7 separate regions of the Mus musculus genome follow, and all the other regions are linked to region 1. The links are chromatin contacts, called in public Hi-C, HiChIP or PLAC-seq and promoter capture Hi-C maps. All regions are on one chromosome and are shown on one strand. Each heading gives the region's core, a stretch centred on a gene start, on an enhancer-like site or on the middle of the called end of the contact. The rest is flanking DNA. Distances are from core to core; before and after follow the strand shown.

Evidence for each region. Promoter capture Hi-C pulls out the DNA fragments that hold promoters and counts their contacts. A called contact is a pair of places that touch in the nucleus more often than the background predicts. HiChIP or PLAC-seq counts read pairs in DNA pulled down with a chosen protein or histone mark.
Region 2: an H3K4me3 HiChIP or PLAC-seq map of embryonic forebrain shows a contact between it and region 1, with 4 times the contacts expected there. The contact joins the enhancer-like site here to the promoter of Cnot11 in region 1. A contact is called at or near these places in 1 of 39 promoter capture datasets (hippocampal neurons), 5 of 115 datasets of contacts at active chromatin or transcription factors (bone marrow-derived macrophages, embryonic basal ganglia, embryonic forebrain and 2 more) and 2 of 9 other capture datasets (adipose tissue and embryonic stem cells).
Region 3: an H3K4me3 HiChIP or PLAC-seq map of pro-B cells shows a contact between it and region 1, with 4 times the contacts expected there. The contact joins the enhancer-like site here to the promoter of Cnot11 in region 1. A contact is called at or near these places in 15 of 39 promoter capture datasets (the 3T3-L1 cell line, 3T3-L1-derived adipocytes, the C10 cell line and 10 more), 1 of 15 datasets of contacts at CTCF or cohesin (large pre-B cells), 1 of 484 Hi-C or Micro-C datasets (bone marrow-derived macrophages), 7 of 115 datasets of contacts at active chromatin or transcription factors (bone marrow-derived macrophages, forebrain, large pre-B cells and 3 more) and 2 of 9 other capture datasets (liver and pancreatic islet).
Region 4: a contact with region 1 is called in a promoter capture Hi-C map of hippocampal neurons, with 4 times the contacts expected there. The contact joins the enhancer-like site here to the promoter of Cnot11 in region 1. A contact is called at or near these places in 4 of 39 promoter capture datasets (the 3T3-L1 cell line, 3T3-L1-derived adipocytes, embryonic stem cells and 1 more), 7 of 484 Hi-C or Micro-C datasets (the G1E-ER4 cell line, cortical neurons, muscle stem cells and 1 more), 3 of 115 datasets of contacts at active chromatin or transcription factors (astrocytes, bone marrow-derived macrophages and embryonic stem cells) and 1 of 9 other capture datasets (embryonic stem cells).
Region 5: a contact with region 1 is called in an H3K4me3 HiChIP or PLAC-seq map of bone marrow-derived macrophages, with 5 times the contacts expected there. The contact joins the enhancer-like site here to the promoter of Cnot11 in region 1. A contact is called at or near these places in 7 of 39 promoter capture datasets (the C10 cell line, embryonic stem cells, hematopoietic stem and progenitor cells and 2 more), 6 of 484 Hi-C or Micro-C datasets (B cells, CD4 T cells, DN3 thymocytes and 2 more), 7 of 115 datasets of contacts at active chromatin or transcription factors (bone marrow-derived macrophages, cardiomyocytes, embryonic stem cells and 4 more) and 4 of 9 other capture datasets (adipose tissue, embryonic stem cells, liver and 1 more).
Region 6: a Hi-C map of megakaryocyte-erythroid progenitors shows a contact between it and region 1, with 4 times the contacts expected there. The contact joins the enhancer-like site here to the promoter of Cnot11 in region 1. A contact is called at or near these places in 13 of 39 promoter capture datasets (3T3-L1-derived adipocytes, the C10 cell line, the HPC-7 cell line and 7 more), 6 of 484 Hi-C or Micro-C datasets (LSK cells, the N1E-115 cell line, embryonic fibroblasts and 3 more), 7 of 115 datasets of contacts at active chromatin or transcription factors (the 230-238 cell line, bone marrow-derived macrophages, effector CD8 T cells and 3 more) and 3 of 9 other capture datasets (adipose tissue, embryonic tail and liver).
Region 7: a Hi-C map of liver shows a contact between it and region 1, with 2.8 times the contacts expected there. The contact joins the promoter of Map4k4 here to the promoter of Cnot11 in region 1. A contact is called at or near these places in 5 of 39 promoter capture datasets (the C10 cell line, the HPC-7 cell line, HPC-7-derived erythroid cells and 2 more), 12 of 484 Hi-C or Micro-C datasets (the HL-1 cell line, the N1E-115 cell line, bone marrow-derived macrophages and 5 more), 10 of 115 datasets of contacts at active chromatin or transcription factors (the SCID.adh cell line, acute myeloid leukemia, bone marrow-derived macrophages and 6 more) and 2 of 9 other capture datasets (adipose tissue and liver).

What each region holds. Positions count from the first base shown.
Region 1 is chr1:39,533,186-39,537,378 of GRCm38.p6, forward strand. It overlaps Cnot11 (CCR4-NOT transcription complex, subunit 11), which reads left to right and starts at 2,516. Exons shown (of 7, transcript NM_028043.3): 1 at 2,516-3,152. The coding sequence starts at 2,654.
Region 2 is chr1:39,045,101-39,049,293 of GRCm38.p6, forward strand. No RefSeq gene overlaps it. Among named protein-coding and RNA genes, the nearest start is that of Gm35222, 20 kb to the left of the region's middle. Within about 2 kb of position 1,746, at least 20 of the 459 cell types and tissues checked have an H3K27ac peak or open chromatin away from gene starts, as enhancers often do. A contact at or near this core is called in embryonic forebrain and hippocampal neurons, where this site is marked.
Region 3 is chr1:40,000,649-40,004,841 of GRCm38.p6, forward strand. It overlaps Map4k4 (mitogen-activated protein kinase kinase kinase kinase 4), which reads left to right. Exons shown (of 32, transcript NM_001252200.1): 15 at 1-101; 16 at 782-943; 17 at 3,109-3,339; 18 at 4,159-4,193. Among named protein-coding and RNA genes, the nearest start is that of Il1r2, 82 kb to the right of the region's middle. Within about 2 kb of position 2,318, at least 47 of the 459 cell types and tissues checked have an H3K27ac peak or open chromatin away from gene starts, as enhancers often do. A contact at or near this core is called in embryonic stem cells, pancreatic islet and pro-B cells, where this site is marked.
Region 4 is chr1:39,091,848-39,096,040 of GRCm38.p6, forward strand. No RefSeq gene overlaps it. Among named protein-coding and RNA genes, the nearest start is that of Gm35222, 67 kb to the left of the region's middle. Within about 2 kb of position 1,679, at least 9 of the 459 cell types and tissues checked have an H3K27ac peak or open chromatin away from gene starts, as enhancers often do. A contact at or near this core is called in cortical neurons and hippocampal neurons, where this site is marked.
Region 5 is chr1:39,966,909-39,971,101 of GRCm38.p6, forward strand. The region is part of intron 3 of Map4k4 (mitogen-activated protein kinase kinase kinase kinase 4); the gene reads left to right. Among named protein-coding and RNA genes, the nearest start is that of Map4k4, 68 kb to the left of the region's middle. Within about 2 kb of position 2,348, at least 48 of the 459 cell types and tissues checked have an H3K27ac peak or open chromatin away from gene starts, as enhancers often do. A contact at or near this core is called in bone marrow-derived macrophages, where this site is marked.
Region 6 is chr1:39,934,260-39,938,452 of GRCm38.p6, forward strand. All of the region lies in intron 2 of Map4k4 (mitogen-activated protein kinase kinase kinase kinase 4), which reads left to right. Among named protein-coding and RNA genes, the nearest start is that of Map4k4, 35 kb to the left of the region's middle. Within about 2 kb of position 2,377, at least 270 of the 459 cell types and tissues checked have an H3K27ac peak or open chromatin away from gene starts, as enhancers often do. A contact at or near this core is called in the 230-238 cell line, the HPC-7 cell line, the N1E-115 cell line and 9 more, where this site is marked.
Region 7 is chr1:39,898,697-39,902,889 of GRCm38.p6, forward strand. Map4k4 (mitogen-activated protein kinase kinase kinase kinase 4) reads left to right here and starts at 2,217. Exons shown (of 32, transcript NM_001252200.1): 1 at 2,217-2,590; 2 at 2,813-2,878. The coding sequence starts at 2,534.

The DNA of each region.
Region 1 (4,193 bases), core at 1,266-3,765:
AACAGCCAGGTGTGCCTGACTCACTATAAAAGGGGCTGCTTGCCCCTCCTCTCTCTCTCTTGCCCTCTTGCTCTTGCTTTCCTGCTTTTCATTCCTGCTCTCTCCCCATTTCCTTTCCCCCTCTTTCTCCATGTGCTCATGGCTTGCCTCTCCTCCTCCTCCTCCTCCTCCTCTTCCTTTCCTCTCCTCTCCTCTCCTCTCCCCTCCTCTCCCCTCCTCTCCCCTCCTCTCCCCTCCTCTCCCCTCCTCTCCCCTTCCCTCCCCTCTCCTCTCCTCTCCGCTCCTCTTTTCTCCCCTCCTCTCCGCTCCTCTTTTCTCCGCTCATCTCCTCTCTCCTCTCCCCCTTTCTCTGCCTCTGCTACCCTCTTGACCCCTCTCCCCATGCCCTGAATAAACTCTATTCTATACTATCCCGTGTGTGGCTGGTCCCATAGAACATATTTCCCCTGTCTTTGTCTTTTTATAAATACATCAGAGAGTGTGGGTAAAGGCAGGACCATCCAGAGTGGACATGACTAGACCAAGCTGGACCATGTGGGGAGAAGGGGGGGACCATGTACAGCTGTCAGGAGTCCAAAGGTACAAAAGGAACTGGGACTCTGGGTTTAGGGCTGGAGAGATGTCTCAGTGGTTAAGAGCACTGACTGCTCTTCCAGAGGTCCCGAGTTCAATTCCCAGTGACCACATGGTGGCTCACAACCATTTGTAATGAGATCTGATGCCCTCTTCTAGTGTGTCTGAAGACAGCGACAGTGTACTCATATACATAAAAATAAATAAATCCTTTTAAAAGAAAAAGTCTGGGTTCTATAGGGAAGATCCTGTAGTGGAAGGGTAGCCCACCCTCTAGGCTGCAGAGTTCAGGGTAGAGAGAGGGGTGTGCCAGCCATAGCCTGTCAGGTAGGAACTGGGGGTGGCTGGGAAAAAAACAGGCTGCCGGGTTAGCTTTGATATGTTAATATGCATCTCAGCAGGGAGTCCCAGTTCGAAACTTAATAACAATTAAGGAAAGGTGCAGCTATAAGCCAAGGGATACCAGGGTCTTTGGATATCACTGGAAGCTAGAACAAGACTTGGAAGAATTCTCCCCTTGATGCTTCAAAGGTGAATGGCAGAATTGATATAACCCATTCCAGACGTTCAGCCTCAGGAAGGGAGAGGAAGTGGGTTCTACAGTGAAAATGAACTCAGTTTGTGGTAATGGCAGAGAAACCCTAGAAACAAGCCCAGTGGAAACAGGGAAGACGCTCTTGGTATTAATCTTAGTGGAAATCAGCTCTATTGGCGGGTAACGTGCTGTGCTCAAATACCTTAAAACATCTCGAAACACCCATACTGTACTAACATTTAAGTTATCAACTAACAATAAGTTATGACAATAACTAGCATGAGTGGGTTTTAGTATGATTAGTTGTCATAGAGCATCCAATGTAAAAAGGCTCAAAGAGAACATAGTTGACTAATTAGTAGTAGTAGTAGTAGTAGTAGTAGTAGTAGTAGTAGTAGTAGTAGAAGAGGTAATTTGAATCATTTGCCCCGTTTGGCAAGCTATATTTTCTGCTGATTGCAATGTTCATTGGCAGAACCCCTCCACAGGTTTAACAGTAAACTAAAGAGGCCTTTAAAATATGCGCCATACCCATCACCTGTTCCTGAAGATTTCCTTGAGAACTTCAGCGGTAAATAGAAAACTTTCAGCTGCCGAAGAGTTTTAGCACAGGGTAGCTAGCAGGTGACGCTGATGACAGTCGCTCGGTTTCTGTAACTCTAGAGTGGATACTAGTCACCACCGGAGCATAGGGGTGGGGAGCGGGCAGCGGTGCCTTTGAAACAGATCACAGGGGACCAGGTCCAGGAGGCTGGTATGTAAAGAAATTTCCAGGGTTTTCCAGTGTTCAGCCAAGGCGTCCAGAAAAAGTGCCCTAGGGCAGGCTAAGGAAAAAGAAGCACTGCAAACGATTTTGTAAACGAATATTTCTCGAGACAGTTTTCTCAGATTTTTTTTTTTCTTTCTTTTTAGACCAGGCTGGCCTCGAACTCACAGGGGTTCGTCTGCCTCTGCCTCCCTGGTGCCGGCCTCGCCTAGATTTTTGTTCACATAACCAAACGTTTATGTGCGGTACGACCCCATCTCTGAGAATACGAGCAAGGCTCGAAATTTAAACTGTTTCTGAGAATCCTGTTTTCATTGGTATTTACAAGAAATGAGCCGTCAAGGATGCTCTATCAGACCAGTTAGCATCTAAGACCTAGTTTCCAAATTATAACTTAGGCAATATTGACTGGGCAGGTTTGGCGCCACCCTGTCACCCAAGGATCGCTTCTGAGGGCTTTAAGGGCAATTAACGGCGGTCTCTACATCACTCAGGCAGGGAAGGACCACTCGGACAGCTCAGAGACCACGCGGCCCCGCCCTCCACGGCGCCCCGCCCCCTTCCGGACACGGCGCCCCGCCCACTCGCGTCTCCGGAACCTCCGCTCGGCCAGCGTCGTCGGTCTGTCGGCCCTGTGTCTCCGTTCCGCTCGTCTGACTTAGGCACTGTTTTTGTTTGCGACGCTGTCGCGGAAGGGTGCGCTTTACGGCCGCGGGAGGACGCAGCGAGTCGGCGCCTTGGGCCTCTCGGCCGGGAAGCGGGGTAGGCGGGCGAGGTTGATGCCCGGCGGCGGGGCGAGCACGGCGTCTGGCCGGCTTCTCTCCTCAGCGGATCCCAGAGGGGCGCGGGAGGCAGCGGCGTTCCGGAGCGGCCCGGCGGGCTCGAGCGGAGGCCGAGGCGGAGCAGGCGGCCCTGGGCCAGGGATTGGAGGCCCCGCGGGCAGGATGAGCCTGACCCCGAAGGAGCTCTCGAGCCTGCTGAGCATCATCTCGGAGGAGGCGGGCGGCGGCAGCACCTTCGAGGGCCTGTCCACCGCCTTCCACCACTACTTCAGCAAGGCCGACCACTTCCGCCTGGGCTCGGTGCTGGTGATGCTGCTGCAGCAGCCGGACCTGCTGCCTAGCGCGGCGCAGCGCCTCACGGCGCTCTACCTGCTCTGGGAGATGTACCGCACCGAGCCGCTCGCCGCCAACCCGTTCGCGGCCAGCTTCGCGCACCTGCTCAACCCGGCGCCGCCCGCCCGCGGCGGCCAGGAGCCCGACCGGCCCCCGCTCTCAGGTACGTCCCGCAGCCAGCCGTGCGGGCGCAGCCAGCTGTTCTGGGGTGGGGGTGGGAGGGGGGTCGTCAGCTAGGGACATTCAGCCTCCTTGGAGGGGATCGACCCTCCCTCCTTTTCCATACTTTCTTTCCCTAAAATAGGGGAGAGATAGAAGTTGCAAGTTTTGTTTTTTTGGTTTTTTTTTTTTTTCAAATTCACTACACTCCAGATGATCCCTCCCAATCGAAAAAGCCAACACATCGTACAAGCCCACAAACGGGCTGGACATATTTTAGTATGCCAGATACGGTTCATTCTTGATTGTAAGGTCCTGAGGTATGCGAAGTTACAGCCAATGGCACTGAGTTTACCCCCTTTTTAAGCCTCCGAGTAAAGAAGTCGGTATTAAGAACCTGAGGTTGAAGTCCACATCACCACAATATCTAAAGTCTTTGCAGCCAACTCCTTGGTTAGCTGTAATGTCGCGTGAGGAGAGGATGAAGTCGTTTCTAATTAACCATTCAAAGATGCATGTGTCCTGGGCAGTATTGTGGAATGTTTGCTTTTGCAGCATTGCTAAGATCAGGCATAGATTACACCTGAGGATGCGCCCCTAAATTTGGTGCTGTGGATGGAACCCAGGGTCACTTCCTCTATACCATGAGCCTCGTCCAGGACTCTGGGACAGCTGTACCACTCACAGGCTGACATACATGTACATATGTACATATATATAGATATAGAGATAGAGATAGAGATATAGATATACACACACATATACATATATATATAATTTTTAAAGTATGTTTAAATTTGTAGGAATCTAAGTATTTGATAACAAAAAGTTCTCAACAGCTATTAAAACCTTACGTTTCATTGACATTTCCATAGATCACAGAATCTCAAGCGATATATTTGTTTATGGATTACTATGTGTACTAAGTGTGAATATTCAATCAGCTGGAACTCAGTTACATTTAGATCATAAGAATAGCTCCACGTGGCAAGTAGCAAAGTTTCCAGTTAACTTTTAAAGTTAAATTTTAAAACTTTACCAGTAC
Region 2 (4,193 bases), core at 496-2,995, 490 kb before region 1:
AAAAGAGGGAAACATCTTGTGTTGATTCACCACCTCTCACAGAGGGCATACCTATGGCAGGGACCACCTGTCCTTATGTATAAGTCATGTTTGCTTGGTCACACGAAGCGTGCATATCCACACTATATCAGTTCCACCCACTGCGCACCTGCGATGTGGTAGGCATGGTATTAGATTCATGGTCAAATGGTGAGAAAGCTATAGCACCTTCCTCCGAAAGAGTTCACGTGGCTGTGTGGGAGAAAAACCCATGAGAAGATTATTGCATCTGTGAGGCAGGTTCTGTGAGAACATTACGTGTGGGACACTCTGGATCCCTACTCAGTATCTAGGGACCAACCCCTGGGCTACCCCAGGTCCATTCTCAACCCTCCGTACACATAGATGTCAAGAAGCAGTCAAGATCTGTCGTTCCCAATCTCTAGTCTAAGTTTGGGGTGCTATAGCGTGCCACGGGCTGGGTGGCATATAATAATTTTTTTCTCTGTTCTGGAGGCTGGAATTCTGGGCTCAGGGTCCATGCGGTAGAGTTCCGGTAAGCTCACACTTAAAACTTAGCTGCCCTCCAAAGGCCCCTCCCGATTCCCTCACATCGGAGGCCAAGGTTTCCACGTACGAACTTGGGATTCCTAAAGTTGGAGGAAACAAACATTGAGCCCATCGGATCATGAGACTGGACAGAAACCTTTTCGTTGTTAGCCCACATCTTTAGAAAATAACGCGGCCTAGTCTACCCAGCCTCCCCATCATAGAAACCCAGCACAGGAAGCTGTTTATTCAAAATCTCAATACCCATAAGCCCCTGCGCACAACCCCCTCCACTCCCCAACCCCCTCCCTGCTTCCCACCCCCGCTGCCCTCGCATTACTTAACAACAAACTCCTTCTGCCCAGGATAGTTTGGGCTAATTACTGAGCACTAAATTGTCTGGTTTTTACATATTGTTCTGCTCGGAACTGCCAAAAATCGTGAAAAGTGGGGCCAGGGTGGGAGAGAGAAACATGGATTTTTTCTTCTTCTTTTTTTTTCTCCTTTCATTATTTTACCTACAAGATTCATTTGAGAAGGGGAAAATAGGCCTGCTGCCCTAACTAGTTAGTTGGATGAGAACAAATTTCTCATTAATTTAAAACGTGTCAGCTGGAGAAGGCGATTAACGCGAGGATGACTGGGAACTGGACTAGGGGAGGTCTCACCAACTCTGCAGGGAAGGCTGTACTGGGGGACACTGTGCAGAGCCAGCCCTGAGGGGATGTTTGACCATGGGGTCTCAGCTGAGGATGGTACCCAAGGGCTAGGGGTTGCTGGTTGAGTCCGAGTGGCTTGAGGAGACTTAGATAACCAGGGATCAGGGAGAGGAGAGTGGTGGACTAGAGGCCTTGGAGTTTGCACGAGGCCTTCCAGGCAAGCTGCAAAGCTGTTTGTGGCTATTAATCAATTTTTCTTCCTGCTCTTTACAGTGGGCAGGCTTATGTGCTTGGGAAAGGGATCCTCCTGGCTTCTTTGAACCACCAGGTATCCTAGTCCCAGTAATACCAGGGAAATTGAGGTTCCCTCTTTTGGGTTCCGTGTCTTGGTAGTAAAAGAATTTAGCAACACAGTCAGAGGATGCTCAGAGACAGATTTATTAGAGTTTTGAGAGAAGCCAGCAGCACAGACAAGCTGAAATGCTCAGGCGTAGTCAGGAGGAGGGAGATGCAGAGAAAGAGCGGTTGCCTTTTAAGTCCTTTACAAAGGGCTCAGTGATGGAGGCCTGTCAAAGCAGCTGCATAGCTGGAGGTTTGGGGGGTGGGGAGAACTTCAGTGAATGAGTGTAAGGGGAACCACACGCAGACTTTGGTCCTCAATGGAGAGAAAAAGAGACCGGAAGGAGCAGAAGGGCAGAGTTGCTTTGAAGCCCGGGCAGGCTCTTAGTTAAACATAGCAGGAGCTCAGGCAGTGTCCGTTCAGGGGGAGGGGCTTCTCAGAACACGTGCATCATTTCACTGAGGGGATAATTAATCCCTGCCCCTCTCTCCACAACAGGTCTTCAGGTGAGTTAGATTTCTGGGGGTTGTGGAAAGGTGTGGACTCCTTAAAGGAAGAGGCACTAGTATGTATGTTTTGGGTTGTTTAGAATGGCAGGTGTTTACCAAGAGCCTGAGAAAGAACTTAGATCTTAGGACCTGCGGGAAGTGGGTTTCTCTTAATGGTCCTCGAAAGAGCCCAGGCACCTTCACCTTTTCTCAGGATAACTTAAATCCTAAGAGCAGCAAAGTGGATGTATTGAAGGATTGATGCTCGGCCTATGATGCTCGGCCTATGATGCTATCGGAACGGGGAGCCATTGGAGACTGGAGATGTGCCTGAGAAGGGACTCTGGGTTGCTGGCCTTTGTTCTTTGTTGCTTTTATTTCATGCATGCCTCTCCACTGTGTACTCTTGTGATATGCTGACTCATCGCAGGCCCCCAAACACCTGGGCTAACCCACCAGGGACTGAACCCTTAAACATTGTGAACCCAAATAAACTGTTTCCTCTTTGTAGGCTGATCGATTTATTATTTGTCCCAGGCCAATTAGACTTGTCTGGGATTAGGCAGTCTGGGATGCTTCTGAAGATAAGAAGAGAAAGATTTCTGCCAGTGCCTGGCAAATACAGAAGTGGATGCTCACAGTCATCTAATGGATGGAACACAGGGCCCCCAATGGAGGAACTAGGGAAAGTACCCAAGGAGCCAAAGGACTTTGCAGTCCCATAGGAGGAACAACGATATGAACTAACCAGTACCCCACAGAACTGTGTCTCTAGTTGCATATGTGGGAGGAGCGGCCCTTGGTCTTGCGAAGATTCTAGGCCCCAGTACAGGGGAATGCCAGAGCCAGGAAGCAGGAGTAGGTGGGTTGGGGAGCAGGGAGGAGGGAGGGTATAGGGGACTTTCAGAGAGGAAACTAGGAAAGGGGATAGCATTTGAAAAGTAAATGAAGAAAATATCTAATAAAAAATTAACATTAAAAAAAAAGAGAGAGAGATACTGAAAGATTTCTTTTGAGACGGCTTCGCTGGTGAGTGAACACCATCTTTGTAGTTGCTTGGGAATAGCCTGCTCTGGAATAAAACCGATGCAGAGAACTGCAAAGCGAAAAGCAAGAATAAAAAGTCCTCATCACAAGGATTTCGTAACTGGGTTGAGCTGTGCCTCAAATTCAAAGTCTTTCAGTTACACAAACCAATGACTTTCTTCCGTCAATTTGTTCGATTTTTACCAATTACAATGGAGCAGTTCTAGTTCATCCTAACATATCAAGTTGCATATAAGCCCTATCTCCAAAACTCAATTTCTCACAACTAAAATGGGCATAGTAAGGCCCTGAGCTTTGGTGGATCCTTGCCTGGCTTTGAAGACAGCTAGTCTCGGGACCAAGGTATACTACTTTCTTGCCCATGTAACCATCTTTGTCCTCATGCCCTCTTGTATAATGGGGCAAACAAGCCTCCTTATCCCCTTGAAGTGCAAACAGTTGAGATAATACAAAGGAAAAACAGTCTGTGCACTTACATGGAGATACTTTTGTTCCAGATATATGTGTATTTAAAAAATAATAATCTTTAAAGATGAGCTGGAAAGATGGTTCAGCTACTAAGAGCAACACTGGTTGCACTTCCAGAGGACCTGGGTTCAGTTCCCAGCATCCATATAGCAACTCGCAACCATAGGCGCTCCAGTTCCAAGGGATCTGATGCCCTCTTCTGGCCTCCTCAGGCACTGCATACACACAGTGCATAGTCTTACACACAGGCAAAATACCGAGGTATGTAAAACAAACACTAAAGAAAAATCTTTGAAGACAATAGATTCACATAGAGCCTGAAGAATCAATGCAGAGAGATCCCATGGAGCCGGTCCTAGTTTCCCTTATGCAGCTGAAAGAAAGCAGCACACTCTGGAAGTTCACCTTCATGCAGCACACCGACTCCACTCAAATCCCACTTCTCTTGTATGTGTGTAGTTAGTTCTGTGAAATGGAGATGGGAGGCTGCTATTAGCATAAATCTTCCCGAGGATTCCTTGTGCTATCCTTTCTAACCACCTATGGACAAACCATACTGATAGCCTCTTATATACCTCTATCTTTACAGTTCCATCACTTCGAAGATCTTACGCAAGTGGAATTATTATAACCTTCTAAGAATGGCTGTTAACTCAAAACCAA
Region 3 (4,193 bases), core at 1,068-3,567, 470 kb after region 1:
AGCAGCAGCCGCCGCCCCCGCAGCAGCAGGACAGGAGCAAACCGAGCTTTCATGCTCCAGAGCCCAAGCCTCACTATGACCCTGCTGACAGAGCTCGGGAGGTACCTGCTTTCCCTATTGCTTACAGACTGGTCCCGAGAGAGCTAGGCGTCCCCTGATGACTGTCGAGAGCTGTACTGCAGGATCTCACCTCTGTTTTCTGCATGGATTTCTTGGTTAACAAATGCTAGAGAGATCAGAAGAAAACTACACACACACACACAAGTACCTGGCAGTGTTAGTCTTTACCATGCGAATGAGAGAAATGTCAGTCTTGTTTAAGACTAGCATGAGGAGGCAGTGGACTTTTAGCCTTACTGGATCAGTGGTGTTTGGATGACCAGAGCCTCCCATAAGGATGCAGCAAGTGGTCCTCTCTGGGCTAGACAGAAGGACGTGGGTGCGTCCAGGAGCACTGTGCGGTTCTGGCCTGCAGATGGCTCCCTTCTACATCTTCCCTCACAGGGAGCAGAGTCCAGGACAGATTCTGTTCTTTAGAGAGTAATGAAGCTCTAGGTGCTGAGGATAGTCTAGAAGCTGCTTTGCTTAATTTTCATTTTCATAGTTTTTAAAAGTCCTCTATCAAATCTTAGCCCTGCTCAGCACCGCCACTGTGCACTTAGCTGCCTCTCTTCTCAGAGCTGAATAGAACACATTTTCTCTCAGTTGTCTTGCTCTTACATGTTCCTCATCTCTCCTTTCCTACTAACATGGAGCCGTGTCTTCTAATTCTCTGACGCAGGTGGAAGATAGATTTAGAAAGACTAACCACAGCTCCCCTGAGGCCCAGGCTAAGCAAACGGGCAGAGGACTGGAGCCACCCGTGCCTTCCCGGTCAGAGTCTTTTTCCAATGGCAACTCCGAGTCTGTGCACCCTGCCCTGCAGAGACCAGCGGAGCCACAGGTAGCAGCAGTAGCTCCCTGTGCCACGTGTAGCCCGTTGTCTCAACAGCTGGTGTGAACAGGAGGCGTGCATTCAGCGTAGGGAGAGGAGGCTTGTCGTTTGTTTGTTTTGTTGTCTAAGATTTTTATTGAACTCATTATGGCTATCTCCAGTCAATACTTTTATTTCCCCCTCCTTAACTCAGATGTGAAGTCCCTCCTTCCTCTTAAATACTTTTTTAAATTATATTTTTAGAACGTTGGTTTTATTGTATAAGCAGGTTAGAAGAGAACTTTTAACCTGAACATTTTGAAGTAAGTACTTTGTGTCTGTGGTCCCAGCTCCCTGAAGGACCTTTGGACGCTAAAGGTGGCCTTGCATTTCTGTGCAGGCTCCTATTTATTTGGCTGAATGTGTAAATTTCCTGGGAAAAGGTTTTTGGTTTTGTTTGTTTGTTTGTTTGTTGTTTTAAAATACAAAACCAGATTCTCAAACCTGTCAAGATTGAACACAGGTTATGCCTAGTGGGTTGAATATTGATTTCCTGTAAGAGATTAGGACAGAGTTTATGACTTTTCCTTCAGTCTGTCCCAGAGTCTGTCTTGTCTGAGTGCTCAGAAGAGAAGCAGCAGCCTTGTCTAGAAAGGACAGTAGGTGGCAGACACACCCATCCCCTGAGGGTGTGTAGGCACTCCTCCATGCTGCTCTGCCTCACACACTTCTCTGAGCTTTCTGTACTCGGTCGGCCCTGGTGTTTGCATGTCACCTAGGACAAGAGTTGGTGGTTTTGAGAAGAAATGGCCCTTCTGTGACAGATGCAGTCACATGAGAATTTGAATGTGTTCTGCAGTAACCAACCCTCCTGGGGGATGGTTGAGCTGAGCAAATCTGAGGTACAGGGGGTGGGGTTTATGCAGATATAGCAGCTGAGAGCTTCAGAGAGCTACACCAGAGAATGCCAGCAGAGGCAGTGGGAAGGGCCAGGTGCCACTTGCTGCTCCACTTAGTGCCTGTTTCCTGGTGAGAAGCATGGTTGTCCTGAGAGCTAAACCCAACACAAGGGCAAACTTGCCTCTGAGCAGCAGGCTCGAGAAGCTTCTGTTTGAGGAGATGAGACAGACAGCCTCTCTTCCTCCGCTGCAGAGTTCTTGCCCCAAGCTTTCACCTGCAGGAGGGAAACTCGTGTGGCTCCTAGCGTTGAGTCCCACTTAGCGTTATTTGGTAACACATCCGTTTGGTTGCTCTCCCAGTGAACACTTAGATGTTTTAGTAGTATGGGAATTGTACCAAAGCTAGGATTCTTTGGATCTGCCTGTGAGCCACAGAGACTATGCACTGGGTCTTAACTGCCGGTTTCACCTGCAGAAGCCAGGCAAGTCAGCACAAGACACATTGATTAGTGCGTGCTGAGTTACAGCTCCCATAACCGCCTTAGTGGTTGGTTATTCTCCAGCAGTGAGGTACAGGTACCTCTTACTAAAATAGTTTATAGAGTTCTGAGAGGATGTTTTTTTAAAGTGACTGCAGAAATTCACTTGGCCAATTGTCATGTCCTTGAGTTCTCATTTCAAAGGCATATTCCTACTGTCAGCCCAGAGTATCTTGATGCTGGTCAGCCTGGGCTTTCTTGGTACTGGATATTTTGGTAAAGAAATTTTAATCCCACTTTTTTCATAACTAGGAGTGTAAACTCAGCTAGGTCTAAAACATTTTAAGATTGGGAGAAAAAAATATTGGTATTCTTGAAAAGTTGGCTGTTCTTAAGTTTCTCTGCTACAGTCCCATAATAGGAAGAGTGTGTGTGCACGCACAAATAAGTCCCGTCAGTAAGATTCTCAGACCCAGGGTTCTGAGGTGGTGGGGAGGTTTGCTGATGAGCAGTGTCTCTGTCATGTGGTCCCCAGCTCTCTGTGCTGACATGGACATGCATGTATCACTCTCCCCTCGGGGGTCTGTGCATGCCCCTGTTCACTGCTGTCTGCAGTTTGTGTCTGGGCACTTTCCCTTATGCGTGTGCCTTTGCTCTTCCTCTTGCCTGTCACCAGCATGGAGCCTATTGGCTGCTCCATGCTTGACACTATGCCTCCCCGACTCACACCCACCTCCTGTTTGGGATTTAGTGTTGACCAGAAAAGCTAGTTGTATGCAGAACGCATTGAATGTTTTGTGTTTTGTTTTCTTGTAAGGTACAGTGGTCCCACCTGGCATCTCTCAAGAACAATGTCTCCCCTGTCTCGAGATCCCATTCCTTCAGTGACCCTTCTCCCAAATTCGCACACCACCATCTCCGCTCTCAGGACCCATGTCCACCTTCCCGCAGTGAGGGGCTCAGTCAGAGCTCTGACTCTAAGTCGGAGGTGCCCGAGCCCACCCAAAAGGCTTGGTCTAGATCAGACAGTGACGAGGTGCCTCCAAGGGTAAGGACAGACAGACAGACGCGCTGTTTTCTCTTTATTTAAACTTACTGTTTGCTGTGATGATGGGAACAGTGACTTACTTCATCAGGGCTAAAGGGCCAGAAGTTTCAAATGACTTCTCAGGGAGGGAAGCCATTCCCCACCTCAGCAGTTACAATTAGCCAATGGTTAGTTAGCTTTTTATCATTGACTGGTTTTAAACGTAGTTTAATAAAAAGTATTTATGGAAAAAATTTTAAGCAACATGCTTCTAAATAAGTAGAATTATAAATGTGTACAGAAGCTCTCCATTATTGTGCATGACATCAAGAATTTAAGAAAAAATCTTATGAGGAAAAATTAACAAGACCATGATTTTTTACTTTAAAGTTGAGCGTATTGTACTTAATAGTACATGAGGATTAAAAGGCACATCTCAGTTTATTTTTTCCTCCACTTGGAATTTGCTTCCTCTGAATATTTTCTCGCTTCTTTGCCAGTCTTTGCTTCCTGCTGATCTATTTGTAGACCGTTGTTGGATTTCTTTGAGCTTACTTTTGTGATTCTCACATACTATCTCAGGGAAGCGCTGCTGTATGCTCTCTGCCACCCGCTTCAGTCCAAACATGACTTCAGCATGACAGGACTGTAGAGATGGGCCAGGCTGTCTGGATCGTGCAGGAGCAGGGGAGGCTTGGGAAAGGGAAGAGCTAGCTTCGTGGCAGGCATTCCGGACTGAGGAAGGCTGTGTTATAAAGTGTACTGTGAGGAGGGGGGGCTGGGGGGGAGCTGTGGTGTTCTTCTGTTGTCTGTCTTAACTGCTGTGTTTCCTACCTAAAGGTTCCCGTGAGAACGACCTCTCGTTCCCCTGTCCT
Region 4 (4,193 bases), core at 429-2,928, 440 kb before region 1:
GGACTTTTTGGTTTCTACCTCAGGCTCACTGCTTCTCTGCTCCTCATGACTTGGCCCCAGCTCGGCCTTGTCCACCCATCTAGCTGGCCTCTGTACAGATGTGACCTCAGCCACTTGGTCTTGTCTCTTCCATCCCATCTCTGGGCTCTCTTCTAGGGACTTCGTTGCCTCTTCATCTTAGCTCTAAAAGATTTGCTTCCCATCAAACCCCGGGCAACCCTGGCTATGTCCCTCCATCTTGAAACAGCCTCATTTCCTCCTTAAAAGAGAGAGTCCATGAAGACACCTTCTCAGCTTCAGCATTTCAATGGGAGTGGGGGATGGGGTGTGGGGTGAGGTGGGGCAGTGGGCAGGACAGGGGGTTCTGCGTGACTAAAAGTTACTGGGATTCCTGAGTGAGAAAAAGCACGGGTGGAGAAGACAAGAAGGACCTGACAATTACTTGTACCTGCGACCTTCTTTTCTCCCCAGGTCACTTCCTCCTGATTTTTCTCCGGGCACTTTGGAATGGCCCTTCCAGAGCTCCATACCAAACACCTGATCATGTTGATGGAAGGCTTTCTTCATCTAATCTCATTTCTGAGACCCAGAACCCAGACTTCCAACTGCCCACCACGCATTGCTTCCTAGGGCCTGGGAAGCTTTCATAGACTTTATCCCAATCCAAGTTTCAAAATGGAATTGTCCTGGTTTCATTTCTGGTGGGGATAAAATTGCCCTGACAAATAGCAACATGGAGGTGAGAAGGGTTTATGTGGCTTCCAATTTCAGGCCACTTTCATCATTGCAGAAACTCAAGCCACTTAGTCACATCACATCCACAGTCAAGAACAGAGAGGATACAACTCCTTCCTCCCTTGCTTCCTTTCACGTCACACTTCTCTTCTCTCACACTGCTTAGGATCTCCTGCCGAGGGGTCGGCGCTGCCTGTTTATTCAAAAAAATCAAGAATGAGGAAGGACATGTGGCTTACACAAATACACATGCACCTGTGCCTATACCTGCATGCCCCCCATACCTACAGGGACACACTCGCACACAAACACACACACACTTGCAAGGACACACACACCTGCAGAGACACATACACTCACACTCTGGCAGGGACACACACACCTGCAGGGACACACACACACACCTTCAGAGACAAACACACACACACACACAACCCTGCAGGGACACACGTACACACACACACACACACACCTTCAGGGACATACACACACTTTCAGGGACACACACACACACACACCCTTCCTCTCTTCAATCTCTAAATGAGTAGGCAGCTTGCAGCTACAGGAGCATTTTGTGCTGGTATCAACAATGTGGTTTGTTAACCGGGAGTGAGATTTCTAGATAATTAGGATATTCTAATTTTCTGGGAAAAAAAATCATGAATTTAAAATTTTTCAAGCCATACTGTGCTTTTCCTTAAGGTAGATAGATGTTACATTGCTATTAAATGTCATCCCTAAACTGATGTAAATATGAGGCAGGATGTCATCTTTCTCACCTGCCAGCCATATGTGGTACAACACTTTTCCTTCTTCCACACTCAACAGCTTGCCCACCTAAACCCTCTGTGCACTGCCTCCCTCTGTCACGGTTACAGACAGAACCCGTGACAGCAGCACCCTGTCAGTCACCTTGGAAACTATGGACCAAGATGCCAGGCACATAGCTGGCAGGTGACGTTTCAGGGGGTGCATTTCCATTCTGCTTCTGGGTGGAGAAGGGTGTGGTTTGGATCGCTCATTGCTGTCAGAAGGAAAGTGGAAATATATGTATTCACAGTACAAGTTGCAGCACCTCCAGCAAGATCTACCACCACAGCAAAAGAAACCCATTCTATCCTCTTGCTCCAAGTGATTGATTTATACTCAGAAAGATGGGCATACTAGGTATAATACACACATACACACACACACACACACACACACACACACACACACACACACACACACAGAGTGAGAGCCTGAAAGAGGATTTTAAAGTGGTGTTTGCAGTCCCATTAAAGTTCAGTCGTGATGGCAGAGCCAGAGTGAAAGGCCAAATCATTAAAGTACAAAATGCACCTGATAGATAATAGATGGCCAGTAGGAAGCGTGGATGCAAACGCACAGGGCTGGGGGAGGGGAAACGCACCACGGGGGTGGGTGAAACCAATACCTAAGGTGCCAACCCAGCACCATTCTGCCATGATTTGGAGATGGTGTGACTATCCCCCAGGGGCTCCTCAGTTGGAAGCTTGCTCTCCAGTATGATGGCACTGAGTGGGGGAAACTCTCAGACATGAGATCCAGTGGAAGTGAGCAAGATCACAGGACACTCTCTAGCACCCCTCTTGGAAGGAATCATTGCTGATCTTGCAGAGTAAGTTAGCGTCCTCAAGAACAAGGGGCTGTGAAGAGAGTTTAACCTCCGGATCTGTCTGGCTTCCAGTCTAATCGTGTGATCCGTCCCTCTTGTACACACCGTTAATATGATATGTCCGCCGTGAGATAATACAGCCAGCAGCCTCACAGAAAGCTAACCTTCCGTTGTCCTGTCTTAGATTTTCAGCCTCCAAAGCTGTGAGCCAAAGGAAACTCTTAATTCCAGCACTTGGGAGGCAGAGGCAGGCAGATTTCTGAGTTCGAGGCCAGCCTGGTCTACAGAGTGAGTTCCAGGACAGCCAGGGCTACACAGAGAAACCCTGTCTTAAAAAAAAAAAAAAAAGTGTCCATGGCATGATAATCATCTTTCTAAATGCCTCCAAAAGTGGAAGGGCTGTCTGTCTTTCAGGTCCGAATAGCAGACTGAGGCTGAGCTGGGAGGCAGAGGTGCCTCATGCCCCTGGCAGTCCTGCAAACTGGATCGCTTCCAGTTACTGCTTGATTCTGGACTCGGACTCCTACAGCCAGTTCCCAGCCCCACTGACTAGCTGGCAGGTCAGAGTGGGCACCCACCTTGTCAGCATGCTCTCCCTCCTCTCGGGGACACAGCTTGTAAGATGGTGGTGGCGTTTTAAAGGTGTTCTCTCAGCACTCATCCGAAAGTGCCTGAGGCACACGAGTGTGCAAAGTACCGAGAAGGAAGTTGGCCAAATAGGTTGTGGGCGAGATCTTTCTAGTCTCCAGAGAGACTACTCCACATTGCTCTCTGTCTCTGCTTCTCTCAGCCAAGAGATGTCACCAGCCCAGCCTGGCTAATGGCACATCCTTATGTGAGCAGCTGATACGTCAGCTGCTGGGTTGACACAGGTAGACCTAGAGGTCCTAGAGGAGCTCATGACCTTCTCTTGCCTCTGTAATAGTCTCTGAGGCGTGATGAAGAGAGTTTGGTCATCTTTGGTCCCTCCTAAATAAAGTCTTCCTAAGAATGAAGACAATGGGAAGAAGCTCAAACAAGAGAGACCAGAGGATCCTTTCAGAGCCCTAAGATTCAGTCAAATCGGGAGCCAACAAACACTATCTTGAGACATTCCCGTTGCGGAAGTTCACACCCACTTTAGGCTGCACCTGTCTCTTGCCACTAAAAGTCCTGGAAAACACACACCACCCTCTCCAGATTATTTAGAGAACAGGCCTCTAAATAATGACAATAGGAAGAGCCAATTCTGCTTCTCATTATACATCAAGTCATCCTGTGGGGAGTCTGGTCCTACATAGTGGAGATTCTCATTCCAGAGACCTGGGTGTGGTCTGCACTTCTTGTGGTTTCAGAGAGTAAAGAGTAGTGAAAACAGGCACTTTTAGGAGATCTGTTATTGAGGGGGAAAGGAGACTTGGTGCTGTTGGGGTGAAATCACAATAAGATATCATTTAGAGTCCTTCTACAGAGTCACAGAAGGGTCGTCACACACTGTGACTTGGTAAATCTGGACTAGGTCTTTCTGATAATGACCCTCAATATGATGACTGCAGGGATCTTACTTGGCATTTTAATCCTAGGAAACCGTTTTCATCTGCCCTTTAGGCTCATTCTATGCCTGGCAGTGCTGGCTTCCTTCCTGTTTCATCTACTCTGCCTGGATACCAGTTCCTGTGGATCCTTTGCCCGGCCTGGAAGAGCCTGGCCATCCTGACTGAGCCCACTCTCCACAACACACACAGCATCTTTGTGCCTGTCTCTATCTACCAGGGTCTTTCCCCAGCCCCAGGCTAAGTTTCCCATCTCTGCATAAGGCATTTTACCATAACATCTTCATTTA
Region 5 (4,193 bases), core at 1,098-3,597, 430 kb after region 1:
AATACCGAATGGCAGAGAAGCACCTGAAAAAATGTTCAACATCCTTAATTATCAGGGAAATGCAAATCAAAATAACCCTGAGATTCCACCTCACACCAGTCAGAATGGCTAAGATCAAAAATCTAGGTGACAGCAGATGCTGGCGAGGATGTGGAGAAAGAGGAATACTCCTCCATTGTTGGTGGGATTGCAAGCTTGTACAACCACTCTGGAAATCAGTCTGGCGGTTCCTTAGAAAATTGGACATAGTACTACCAGAGGATCCAGCAATACCTCTCCTGGGCATATATCCAGAAGATGTCCCAACTGGTATGAAGGACACATGTTCCACTATGTTCATAGCAGCCTTATTTATAATAGCCAGAAGCTGGAAAGAACCCAGATGCCCCTCAACAGAGGAATGGATACAGAAAATGTAGTACATTTACACAATGGAGTACTACTCAGCTATTAAAAAGAATGAATTTATGAAATTCCTAGGCAAATGGATGGACCTGGAGGGCATCATCCTGAGCGAGGTAACCCAATCACAAAAGAACTCACATGATATGTACTCACTGATAAGTGGATATTAGCCCAAAACTTAGGATACACAAGATATAAGATACAATTTGCCAAATGCATGAAACTCTAGAAGAATGAAGACCAAAGTGTGGAAACTGTGCCCCTTCTTAGAATTGGGAACAAAACACCCATGGAAGGAGTTACAGAGACAAAGTTTGGAGCTGCGATAAAAGGATGGACCATCTAGAGACTGCCAATATCCAGAGATCCATCCCATAATCAGCCTCCAAACGATGACACCATTGCATACACTAGCAAACGTTTGCTAAAAGGACCCTGATATAGCTGTCTCTTGTGAGACTAGGCGGGGGCCTAGCAAACACATAAGTGGATGCTCACAGTCAGCTATTGGATGGATCACAGGGCTCCCAATGGAGGAGCTAGAGAAAGTAACCAAGGAGCTAAAGAGATCTGCAACCCTGTAGGTGCAACAACATTATGAACTAACCAGTACCCCGGAGCTCTTGTCTCAGCGCTCGCTGCCCATTCATTGCCGGTCCTCACTTGGTCTGTTTGAGTAGCTAACGCTGTTGAGTGGAGAGTGTTCTTCTCTCCTGTACTGCGCAGTGTGGGAGCTTATGGAGTTTACCTCAGCCTGCTCCTTCCTGAAAGGAGCCTCAGGGCATCAAGGAAAGAGAAGTGAGGGCAGCTGCCAGCCTCTCCCTTCCTTCCTTCCTCTCGGGAGTGACTTACCTGTGGAACTTGCCGATCTTAGCTCATGGTCCTACATTGGTACTCACTGCAGACAAGAAGGAACAGGTCTGAGGTTTCTGTAGTGTTTCTGGCCTAGCCTAGCAAGGCTGTGTGGTTGGTTCTTCAGGTTTGACAGTGACCCTATAGCATCAGGGATGGGAGACAGGATGTCCACACACAGGGAGGCAGACCATAGGATCGGACAGAAATCTCTGTTTAATTCTTATGTATGACCATGTGGAAAATTAGAAGAGAAAAGAAGATATTAACCTAGAGGTAGTCTCTGCCAGAATACCCTCCTCTTCCTTGTTTCCTATCTTCTGTGCATTTAACCCCTCATGGTAGATACCTGATATGTGCACACTTACACATGAATGGCTATGTTATGGTAGATACATATATAACATGTGCACACTTAAAATGTGTATGGCCATATTCTGACAGATAGCTAACACGTGCACACTCACACACACGGCCACATTTTGATAGGTTCCTAACACGCACACACTTAGACATGTGTGACCCACATTCTGTTGCCAAGGTCATCCTGCTTTGCTAACTTGTGGATTTTAGAGTCTAGGTTCTTGTGCTTTAGAAAACATTCAGGTGGAATCACTTTTTGTAGAGAACTTGATTTTTGGAAATTAATACGGAGTATTTGAGGGTGAAAACACACATATTATATTTTGCCTTAAAAATTGGAACCTATCAGGATTTCTAGGTGTTGACATGAAACTTTGGAACAACCTAGTAATTTGGGGACCTAGAAAAAAGTGTCTTCCTGGGGTTCAGGAAGATCAGCATTTGCTGCTTGCTTGTTTGTTTGTTTTGTTTTTTGTTTGTTTTTTTGTATTGTGCTTCTTGGAGGGCTTTATTTATCCCAGAGTTGTGCTCTGACTTCTGTGACGGCCATGGTCTCCTTCATGGGAGCATAGTCCTCCAGAGTCACCCCTGAGTGAGTGGTATGTAGGAGGGGACGAGGCTCTGCCCGTTCTGCTTTTCCTGTAGAGACGTGCCGTCTCACGTCTGTCCCACGCTTCCAGATGAGCACTAAGGTCTGACTGAATGACTCAGCAAGGAACCAACTTGGTTAGAGAAGGAGGAAGAAGGCCCTCTGAGGACTGCTCTGACTAGACCTGCCATTAGGCAGAGAAGAGCTCTGAGACTGTGGCCATTCCCAGAAGAAAGGCATGGATTCAGTTACATTAAGAAAGAGCATGAGTTTAATATTAACATTGGAGTGTTTGAGAGAGCGTTTTTCTGTCTCCATCACTTGGATGTTGTTAGTTTTGATCAAGGTTGCAGTTTTTCCTAAAGCACTGAGTGATTTGGGTGAGGATGGTACTTTGAAGGCTGCCATTTCTTATGGCCCAGTCCCATAATAAATTCCATTTATTCTGAAATGTATCCTCTTCTAGAATCTGTAAAATTATCTTCATTTACATTTTGTTGTATGGTGAACTGAAGTTGTGTAACTTTTTATGTTTGAACCAAAACCAGATTCAATTTAATTGATTCTGTGCTACATTTACCATGGCTTATGCTGAGTAAGACACTCTTGGATCTGCCCGGACTCTGCAAGGTGAAATCTTTTGTTTTCTTTCAGTTTGCAGCCGTTAGGGCAGAGCTCAGTAGCAGTTGATTTAAACTGTTGTGAAGAAGCAGGTATTGTCTTTCAGGAACATGCTCAGTTGTATATCTCAGGACACAAACCTGCCAGAGACATTGGCTCACATCATCAGCTCCTTTCTCCAGCTTCACAAAGACCATCAGTTGCGCCCCTCCCCCCATTTGTTCAGCTGTCACTGCCTGATAATTAATTTTGTAAAGAAGCCTGGTGGAAAGATGGTAGACTCAGAACATTTCACAGTTTTCTTGGGTCCTAGTTATTACCTCTGAGGTCTGTCTGTCTCACAGACAGTACTATCATCAGTTCTCTGATAGCCAGGGAGCCAACTGAAAGCTTGTCCACTGTCAGAACCCAGCCCCAGATGAAGAACTTGTCTATGAGAGTTGCTCCTGTTGGTCAGAGGCCAGCCTGCTAATTGGCACCAGCTGCATTAACTCATAGAGTTGGGGTCAGCAGTGCCTCACTGTGGAGGAAACCAGAAGACAGCCCTTTTGCTCCAAGAGCTCCTGCCCCATCCCTCAGATTCCCCTATTTGTGATCACCCTGGCTCCCCTCAAGAGGAGTGTGAAGGACACAGTGGTTTGGACTTGCAGGAAGACACATGGGATGGTACATCAGCTTCCTCTGTGTTACTTTGTCAGTTCAATTGTTGGTTGAAATGTCAGCCTTAAGTCTGCGTACTGCTGTATCTTTGCCTTAAATGAGGTGTTTACTTTGGTAGCTGTATGTGTGTATCTACTAAATGTTGAAATGAGACTACCAAAGTTATTTTTTAGTAAAAGATTTGTGTATTTATTTTTATGTGCATGGATGGGATGGGTATTTTGCCTGCATGATGTGTGCACTGCATGCATACTTGGTCCTCAGAAGCCAGAAGAGGGCATTGGATCCTCTGGACTGGAGTTCCAAATGGTTGTGATCCTCCCTGCAGGTGCTGGTATAGAAGTAGGGTTCTCTGGCCCGATCTTTTAACTGCTGAGCCATGTCTCCAAACCCCAAACTTTAAACTAATTATTAAAGGGAATTTGGAAATCGTTATAACTATATCCTAAAGACTGTAAAATACTGTATACTGAATCTTAGTCATGATATCCTAGTTGTAATTGGCTCAAAGGTCTTTGGCAAATTCTGTACTTCTGATGCTTTTTCTCCTAGGCTAGGCCTGCATAATTAGACAGTAAATGACAGTAAGTGGTGCTCAGTGTCTTTTTATTTTATTTTATGTGTAGTGGTCCTCTGTTTTAGAATTATAAAAGCATCAGAAGTAATGTTCAGAGTATCTACTACATTACATCATCCTACAGCA
Region 6 (4,193 bases), core at 1,127-3,626, 400 kb after region 1:
CCATTTATTCATTTCCTGTGTGTTTGTACACCACACAGGGAGTGGAGCGCAGTGAGCAACTCTGAGGAATTCTTTACTTGCACCACATGAGGTCTAAGGAGCAAGACCAGGCGGTTGGTGTGGGAGCAAGGGTCGTTACCTGTCTGTCTGTACACCTTGCCAGAGCAGGGCTCTTAGTGCAGTGGATGTTCCTTGGAGGCTGCCAGCTATTTTCCTAGTGGACTCGGTGCTGTATAGAGCAGGGCTGATTACTTAAATAAGATGGAAACTTACGTCTTCTACAGTGGATACATAGAGTCTGTGATAAAACTTTCAGCCCTAGAAATTAACTCAGTTTACTTAAGTTAGAGACAGTTCCATCTTTGTCCTCTTAACTTTGAGATTCAGCTGTAGATGTTGGAACTCCGGCCATCACAGTGGGTCCCACCTGTCACCATGTAGGTAAGCTCTTCTCCCTCCTCATGGCTGGGATGGACTCTGGCTTTCACATCAAAAGTACATGTGAGGGAAGGGTCATCCTGAACATGTTACAGGCCTAGAACAGAAGGTGTTGCATCTCCTGGGAGAGCAGGACGTTCTGTCAAGGCGTCCGGGGGACATGTGCTGCTTGGGGTTTTACAGTGATTTATTATCATCTTGATGTTTTCTCCCACAGTGTATTGTGCCTCTCACTTACTCTATAAATCTAGACTACTCCATAAGGAATTTACTTTCTCTAGTACAGTCACAATTTGAAACCACTCGTTGACCCGGTGTCTGCAGTAGTCTGTGAAGTGGAGTACTCCACTGTAGCTGCTCATAGCAGGAAAGATTGCAGTCAACCTAGGCAAGTCTGTGGCCTGTCTTGAACCATACACTTCACCCCTAAAAGGATCCCCACGACTGTTGCTCCTGTTGCTGCAGGTGGCGAGGCGGAGCTTTGGGGGTGGGGAGCGTTACTTCACTCAAGGCAGGAGAGTGGGGAAACTTTGTGGGACCTCAGAACCCTGGGGACACTAATGATTCTGGACTGTAAGCGATTGTTTTCTCCCTTAAGGCTATCCCAGACTCTGTGGAGTCCTGGTTCGTGCTCAGTTGGATCAAGGGCATTTTACCTTGTCTCCTTCCCCTCTGGAATTACTCAGCTTTAAATTCTAGTGTAAATTGTGATTCTATTCACCTTAACAAAAGTTTGATTTTTTTTCTAAGTAAAAAACCCAAAACTGGAAACAGGATTGTTGGCTTATGTTTTGGGACAGGCCACCCTGCTTTGTCTCCTTTTATCAATTATTAGCGATGGGTCCCCATGAAATGTATTTATCTGATTCTCAGTACCCTTATTTGAAAAAAACAGAGCCATTCATAGTGACTAACAGGGTTGTAAACTTAAGCACCAAGTGTCTCTCTCAAGGCTGAATGTCGCAGTTGTTACTGCTGCTGTGCTGGACACTGGAGAAAGGAGGAGTATTGGTCTAGCAGTCCTGAAGAGCTCACTGTCATTCCGAGGCAGCTCTGCCTGTCAGCAATTGATTCAATATGCGGTGGTAGATGATAGGATGCCATTCACATTGAAGGACAGAGTAGCTGTCCAAGGCAATGGGGCTCTGTACTGAAAGCCTGGAGTAAGCTCGGGTACTGTCTGACTTCAGCGATTCACTTTGGATGAGGTTGTTTCCCCCAAGCTTTTTAGGTTGAGTTGCTTCTTGTCTCCTTGGTTTCCTGAGCCGCACTCCCAGCACTCCCCGCACTCCCCGCTCTCCCCGCACTCCCCGCTCTCCCCGCACTCCCCGCTCTCCCCGCACTCCCCGCTCTCCCCGCTCTCCCCGCACTCCCCGCTCTCCCCGCACTCCCCGCTCTCCCCGCACTCCCCGCACTCCCCGCTCTCCCCGCACTCCCCGCTCTCCCCGCTCTCCCCGCTCTCCCCGCTCTCCCCGCACTCCCCGCACTCCCCGCACTCCCCGCTCTCCCCGCACTCCCCGCTCTCCCCGCTCTCCCCGCACTCCCCGCACTCCCCGCTCTCCCCGCACTCCCCGCTCTCCCCGCTCTCCCCTCCCGCTCTCTCGCTCCCATCCTCCTGCTCGCTCCTTGCTTGCTCTCCCTGTCCCTTTGTGCTTTCGTTTTATGTTGGCTTACAGTGAATGTGTGTGTATCAAAGAGTAAAGCATCTTTACTGGAGTGCTAACCTGGGCATGAACAAAAACGACGAGCAAGGACTTCCCACTTCCTCTGCTGCTGCCTCTAAACCGGAAACACAAACCTGGTGGCAGAGCTTAGTGGACAAAAGTTTTGCTGAGTATTTGATGCTTTACATATGACAGGCAGTCTTCCTCACATTGCTAGAAGTGACAGGAAAAGAGTCCTGTGTCAGGTCAGTCACGGCCCTCACTGGTGCAGCTCGCGGGAAGGAGGAGCATTGATTGGCCATTGGGATCAAGTGTGTATCCAGGCTCCAGTCACAGCCACTGTAATCCGCTTCCACAGATGTGTAGTGCGCCCCCATGCGGCAGGGCCACGTGAGTGCTTCGTGGCGATTTTGTTGGAAAGATGCTGTCACCCTTTGTTTCTGTTCTGTCAGCCCCACCTCAGATGCGGTTACCGTTGTTTTGTTTTGTTTTGTTTTTGTTTTTTCCCAAGAAGAAAACTACTACAATGCCCTCTACTGCTGTGCCAGGGGCACAGACGAGCTGGCTGTTTGGTGCTGAATTTGATTTATAATTTAATGAAATTTTGTTCATTAAAAATGTAATTTTTTACTCAGTGAATTTTAGATGTTAGATTTGTAGATTTGCCCTTTGAGTAGTACAGAGCACTGTGCTGTCCTTTGTGTTGGGGAAGAGAGAGTTTGCCTGAGTCTTGGATGTGTGTGTCGGCATGTGTGGTGGCATGTGCAGGGTGGGTGGTGCCTGGGAGAGCTTCCAGGCCTTGTCCAGGTGGCGTTACTGTCCACACAAAAGGCCTGCCCACTTCCTAGTGTGGAGGCACAAATTCTTCATAGAAACTTGAGGCTTTTAGCCTAAAGTGTTTTTATGAAATAGAAGGTTTTACTTGAAAGGACCATTCACAACTACATAGGTTAACAAAACATTTTTGGGTTCCTGCCCTTTTCCCCAGACAGAGTTTGAAGTTGGCATCCCAGGGAAGAGTTGACTCTGAGGGTGTAGGTTGAAACAAATCCGACAGATTGGTTTCGGGTAGTTTTTGCGCACTTAGGTCCCAAAAAGTCTATATCTCGTTGGGTCCGAGGATGTGATGTGATGTGATGATTCTGGTCTCCCTGGAAGGAACAGGCATTGCAGGGCTAGGATAATTAAAGACTTCCTTAAAGGAGCGAGCAGGTATTCTCAGCTTGTAATTAGAAAGGTCTGTACTGCATGTGACTGCAAATTAAAACAGCTCGGTTGGAGAGGAGTCTGCTTGGTGAGCCCGGCAGCCTTGTTTATTTCTTCTTTTCCCAAAGGACTGCTTTTCTCCCTTAAGTTATATAGGGATTAGAGAAGCAGCCTGGCACACAGAGTTATCAACAAACAGCCACAACTAGCTGTTGCGTTATCTCAGTACTAATTGTGCCTGTGTTGGGACAAGAAGTCAGCTTGATTACCCTTTACAGCCGTGAAAGATAATCCACTAGGCTTGGGGTAAACTGCTCTCACTTGTTCCACCACTTTTTAAAAATGATTTTAGTGAGGAAACCCTTTGGAGACTTCTTGAGAAACTTGGAGCCATTGATAATAACTTTGCCATTAGGCCCAGAGAAGCAGACACACTTTGAATGTCTTCAGCACATTGATATGCTGGGCATAATTGTAATGTATTTTCCATGTGTTCAAAGGAGCAGCCACACCCTGAGACTGTGGGTGTAAAACAGTATCATAGTAATTTAGGAAGTATCCCGGAGAGGCTCAGTGGGCTTTGCACATAACTCTATACCCTGCTTTTTTGGCATTTGAAAAGTCTAAAGTTGAGAGGGTAAAGCTGCTGAGAGCATGCTAAATACCCTGGAAGAGTGGCTAGGTGGGAGTGTCTGGAGTGGACTCAGAAGGACATCTTCTGATGATCAAGCAAAGCAAAGCAAACTACTCTCCCACTCTGAAGCCGGGCAGTTTGCTGTGAGGTGAGGGACTTACTGAAGCTTCAAGTGTCCATATAATTTATATTCATCACTCTTGATTCTGAACTTGGGGATAGCAGGAGACTAGAAATAAAGAATGAGGAAA
Region 7 (4,193 bases), core at 967-3,466, 370 kb after region 1:
GGTTACCCGTTGACTCTATGGCACTTTCTGGAATTCCTTCAGGTGTCATGTCTTTGGAGAATCTACCATCCCGTGACCTAGTCACAGTCCTCACTGCTCCTGCCTGAGCCCTGGCTTCTTGTCTTTCTTATCTCTTGCCTTTATCTGGTATACTGGAGAGGAAATAGGCTGAGAGGTTAGGCAGCCGGAGCAAGGTTGCACAACTGATAAATAATAGAGCCAGGGTTCAAACCCAGTTCAGCTTTGCTCTAAATCCAGGAGACTTTCAGAGAACACCTGCTTAGTGTTCTTTCTGTCTGGCTGGAATTACAATATAATATTATGCGTATTTACAAACTGCCCTTTGGACATTAGCTTTAAGTTCTCTGAGGACAAATTGTGATGCTCTTTCAGATATCCTGGGCGCTGGCTTGCCCTTTCAATAATAGATACTGCCTTGAAAATGGAAAACAATGGCTTCAGTACGGATCCTGCTCACTGCATCTTAGGATAGGGGTTGGGGGGGGCGGGGCTTGGAGAAATCCGAGATAGTAGGATGTAATGGCTGTAATGGCTCTGAACTGATGGGAAAGGATTCATATAGATAAGAAGGAAGTGGTATGAGGTAGGCCTCCATGTCATAGGTCTGATGTTAACCTGTGGAAAGACTGGGATTAGGGACTGGGAGTGGGGGTGGGTTGGGGAGGGGGGCGGTGCCGAGAGACTGCCGTATTTGTATAGCCATCAGCTGTGCACAGTGGGCGAGGTAATTCTTCAGATTTTATTTCCTAATGTATAAAGCAGCAAAATTAAGAGTACCACTCAAGGTTCACGTGAAGAACAGTAAGATAAGATATATGAAATGGGCTGCACACATCACTGTATTATCAATAAATAATAACAAAGCCAAACCAGACAAGCGCTAACAAATTCACCAACATTTTTGTTCCTGTGCGTTTCCTAAGGAACAGATATTGGGAGTTCCGAATATAATTTCACTCTACAATGGAGTCTCATGTCAAACATCTTAGAACGTAACCCAAGCAGAAGAGCGCTGGACATTCTCTGGGGGCAGCGACTTGAACTCTGGGTATAGGCCGAAGTGGAGAGTATGCTCGCTCCTCTCTAGGCTAGGGTCTTTAGGGTTTGAGTACAACAATTGCAGTATTGGGGGTTTTCTACTCCGAGGCTATAAGGTGTGTACTGCTTAAATCAGAACAGTGTGGAGTGTGTGGGGAGGGAGGTGCAGAACGTTATTGACAACTAGATGCCCATGAAACAGTGGATTTTGGGGGGCGCCATGTAACACCAAGCTTAGCTTCATCTCTTAACTTATCAGGCCCATTCTAGGCCTTCTACATGTGGGAGTCAAGCAATTTTACAGCGATCTTGTACCTGGCCATTCTGGGATACTGTTGAGAACACCCGCTGTGAGGTAACAGGGAGTCACTAAACATGTTTTTGGCTGGTCCTGGGACGTGATAAAGAGGGACAGTAGTTGAACTGCCTAGCTGACTTGCTGTGGCATGCTGGAAGAAGCCTGTTTGGTGACCCGTGGTGATCTCCATCCAGGTACTGTCAGGGTTTTAGATCCCGAGCAGAGGGCTCGCCCGTCCGCCCTCCCTCCCATGGGCCAAACTGGCTCGGGGAACACAGCAGCGAGCAATCACAGCGACTGTTTTGGATTCTCCCGGACGGTCAAGTGATGCTCAGCGAATCCTCCAGCAGCAACCAAGCCACAAACTGAGACAGGAAAGGAGAAAGGAGAGGAACACCCCTTGGGGGGTAAAAAGGAAACGAGGGTCTACGGGACCGACCGGCCGTAGGCGGCGGAGGGGTCCGAGGCCCGACCCCGGCGCGTCCTGGCACACCCTCTCCCGGGCGAGCGGCGCGGGTGGGGTGTCCACGGGGCCGCCGGGGCGCTCCGAGTCTTTCATTCATTGTTAGCGGAGGCTGGGGTGTTCCGCCGCGCCCCGCACTTCCTCCGGGAAGGCCCCGAGGGCTCCCGGCCCCACCCCGGGCCGGGCCACCATCCGCGGAGGGCCGGCCGCCCGGCCATTGTTCGAGCCCCACCCCTGCTGAATATTCACGCGGGCGGGCGGCGAGCGAGCGAGGGCGAGGGCCGGGTTCCGCCCGCTCTCCCGGCGGAGGGGGCGGGGGAGTCGCTCGCCCCTCCTCAGCGGCGCCGGTCGGTGCCCCGCGTCCCCGCCCCCGCCCCCGCCTCCCGCGGCATCTTTGTCTCGCGGCCTCGCGCTCGCTCGCTCGCCGCGCTCTCCGGCCCCAGCTCCGGGCCGCTCGTGCAGGCGCGCGCGCGCGGGGCGCCGGGGCCTGAGGCGGCGGGCGACGCCCGGGGGGCGGGTGGGGGCCGAGGGAGGACCGCCAAGCCATGGTGTGAGCTCCGCGGCCAGCGCTCTCCGCGCCGCGCTCCGCTCCGACCGGACGACAAGCCGCCCGGGCGGCGGCGGCCTGCCCGTGCGGCCCGAGCCCCGGCGCCGCCGAGCCCCTGCCCGTCTCTCGCTCTCTCGCCCGCTCCCGGAGCGGCGACCCGGGGAAGATGGCGAACGACTCTCCCGCGAAGAGCCTGGTGGACATTGACCTGTCGTCCCTGCGGGTGAGTGCGGCCGCGCCCTGCGCGCCGCGGTGGACACGGACACCCGCGGGCGCGGCGGCCCCTTTGTCTGCCGGGCGAGCGGGCGGGCGGGTGCCACGGCGCTCCCGGGGACCCGGCGGGGCGAGCCTTTGTCACCGCCCTGCATCCCTCCCTCCGCCCTCTCGCCCTCCTCGGTTGGGGTCCCTCTTTTGAGTTGATAACCTCCCCCTCCTCTCTCTCCAGGACCCTGCTGGGATTTTTGAGCTGGTGGAAGTGGTTGGAAATGGCACCTATGGACAAGTCTATAAGGTCGGTGTGGGGCGCCTTTGTTCCCCGTGGCGTGGAGAAACTTCTTAGGGGACGAGGGAAAGGGTGACGAAACGCTGCTGACTGCAGGCCGTGCCGCCTGGCCAAAGTTGGGAAAGGGGGTTTCGCCTGGCTTTTCTTTTTTTTTCTTTTTCTTTTTTGTTTTTTTGCCTGTGTTCAGACTGGCCTTAAAAGACCTCATTTCCTGGCTTTGAGATAAAGGAAATAAGCTACACTGTTAGGCATGCACTTGGCTTTAGCAAAATAGAAAAGGAATTTTGTGTTCGAGGGTGACCACAGGGTCTCCCCCCAAACCCCCTTTCCTCCAAATCTGGCCTTCATGCGTTTGCGTTTGTCCGTGAATTAAAATTCGGTGTAGACAGGCCTTGCCTATGACTCCACTCAGCCACTGCCTTGGTATTCTTGAGACATGTCATCGTGCTTCTGCCTTCGGAGTGCTTGCCGTAGGCTCCAACTTGGGGAGGCTAGCGTTACCTGGTACTGATTTTAAAGCTTGGCCAGCATACCCTGTTCTAGTGGACAGTATCTTGGGGAAGCGGGCGGGGGAGTGTGCTTTTGGGCCACGGGAACAGGAGGAATTACAGTGTGGGGATTATAAAATGTGAATTCCAGGAATAACCTTTGTGACAGCTGTGTAATTGAGATGGCTGGGAGGAGAGAGAGCAAGGAGTAGAGAGGATGCCAGACTTCACACCCGCCACCCCTGGTCGTTCTCTCTCTTTAAATTTATCCTCCTCCCTGGGCTGCAGATGAAGCTGAGGAATCTGTTGGCCTGTGTCGCCGCGGAGCTGGCACCTAAGGCTGTGAACTGTTGTTCATTCTGTTTCGCTCGCTCGGTCTAGAAGGCGGCTCAGGCTCCGAAGTGTAAAAAAAAAAAAAACACAAACAAAACAAAGCAAAAACCTTTACGTTCGTTCGGTTTCCTGATTTCCTTCTTGTTGGTAAACGGTTTTCTGGAATTATCTTTGCTTGGGGAGTTTTCTAGTTACTGGGACTGGGTCAAGGTTGAGCTACACACACAGAGAAAAATTATCTTATGAAGGAGGGCTTTGTGGCTCACCATGAAGAATTGTCATTGTTTCCCTAAAAATGGGGGTGGTGGTTGAAGCTGACTGTAGACATTTTCTGAGGCCAAATTAAGTGTGGATTCTTTTGTCCCTTTTCAGCCTTGTGAATAGGGTTTATGTGCTCAAGATTGCTTCTCCGGGGCTCCAGCTTCCCCCTCTCCCCAGCACGGGGCCTGGAAGGTGGTATTGACAGGCCTGCCTGTGGTCAGAGCCTGAGTCAGTACTCTTAG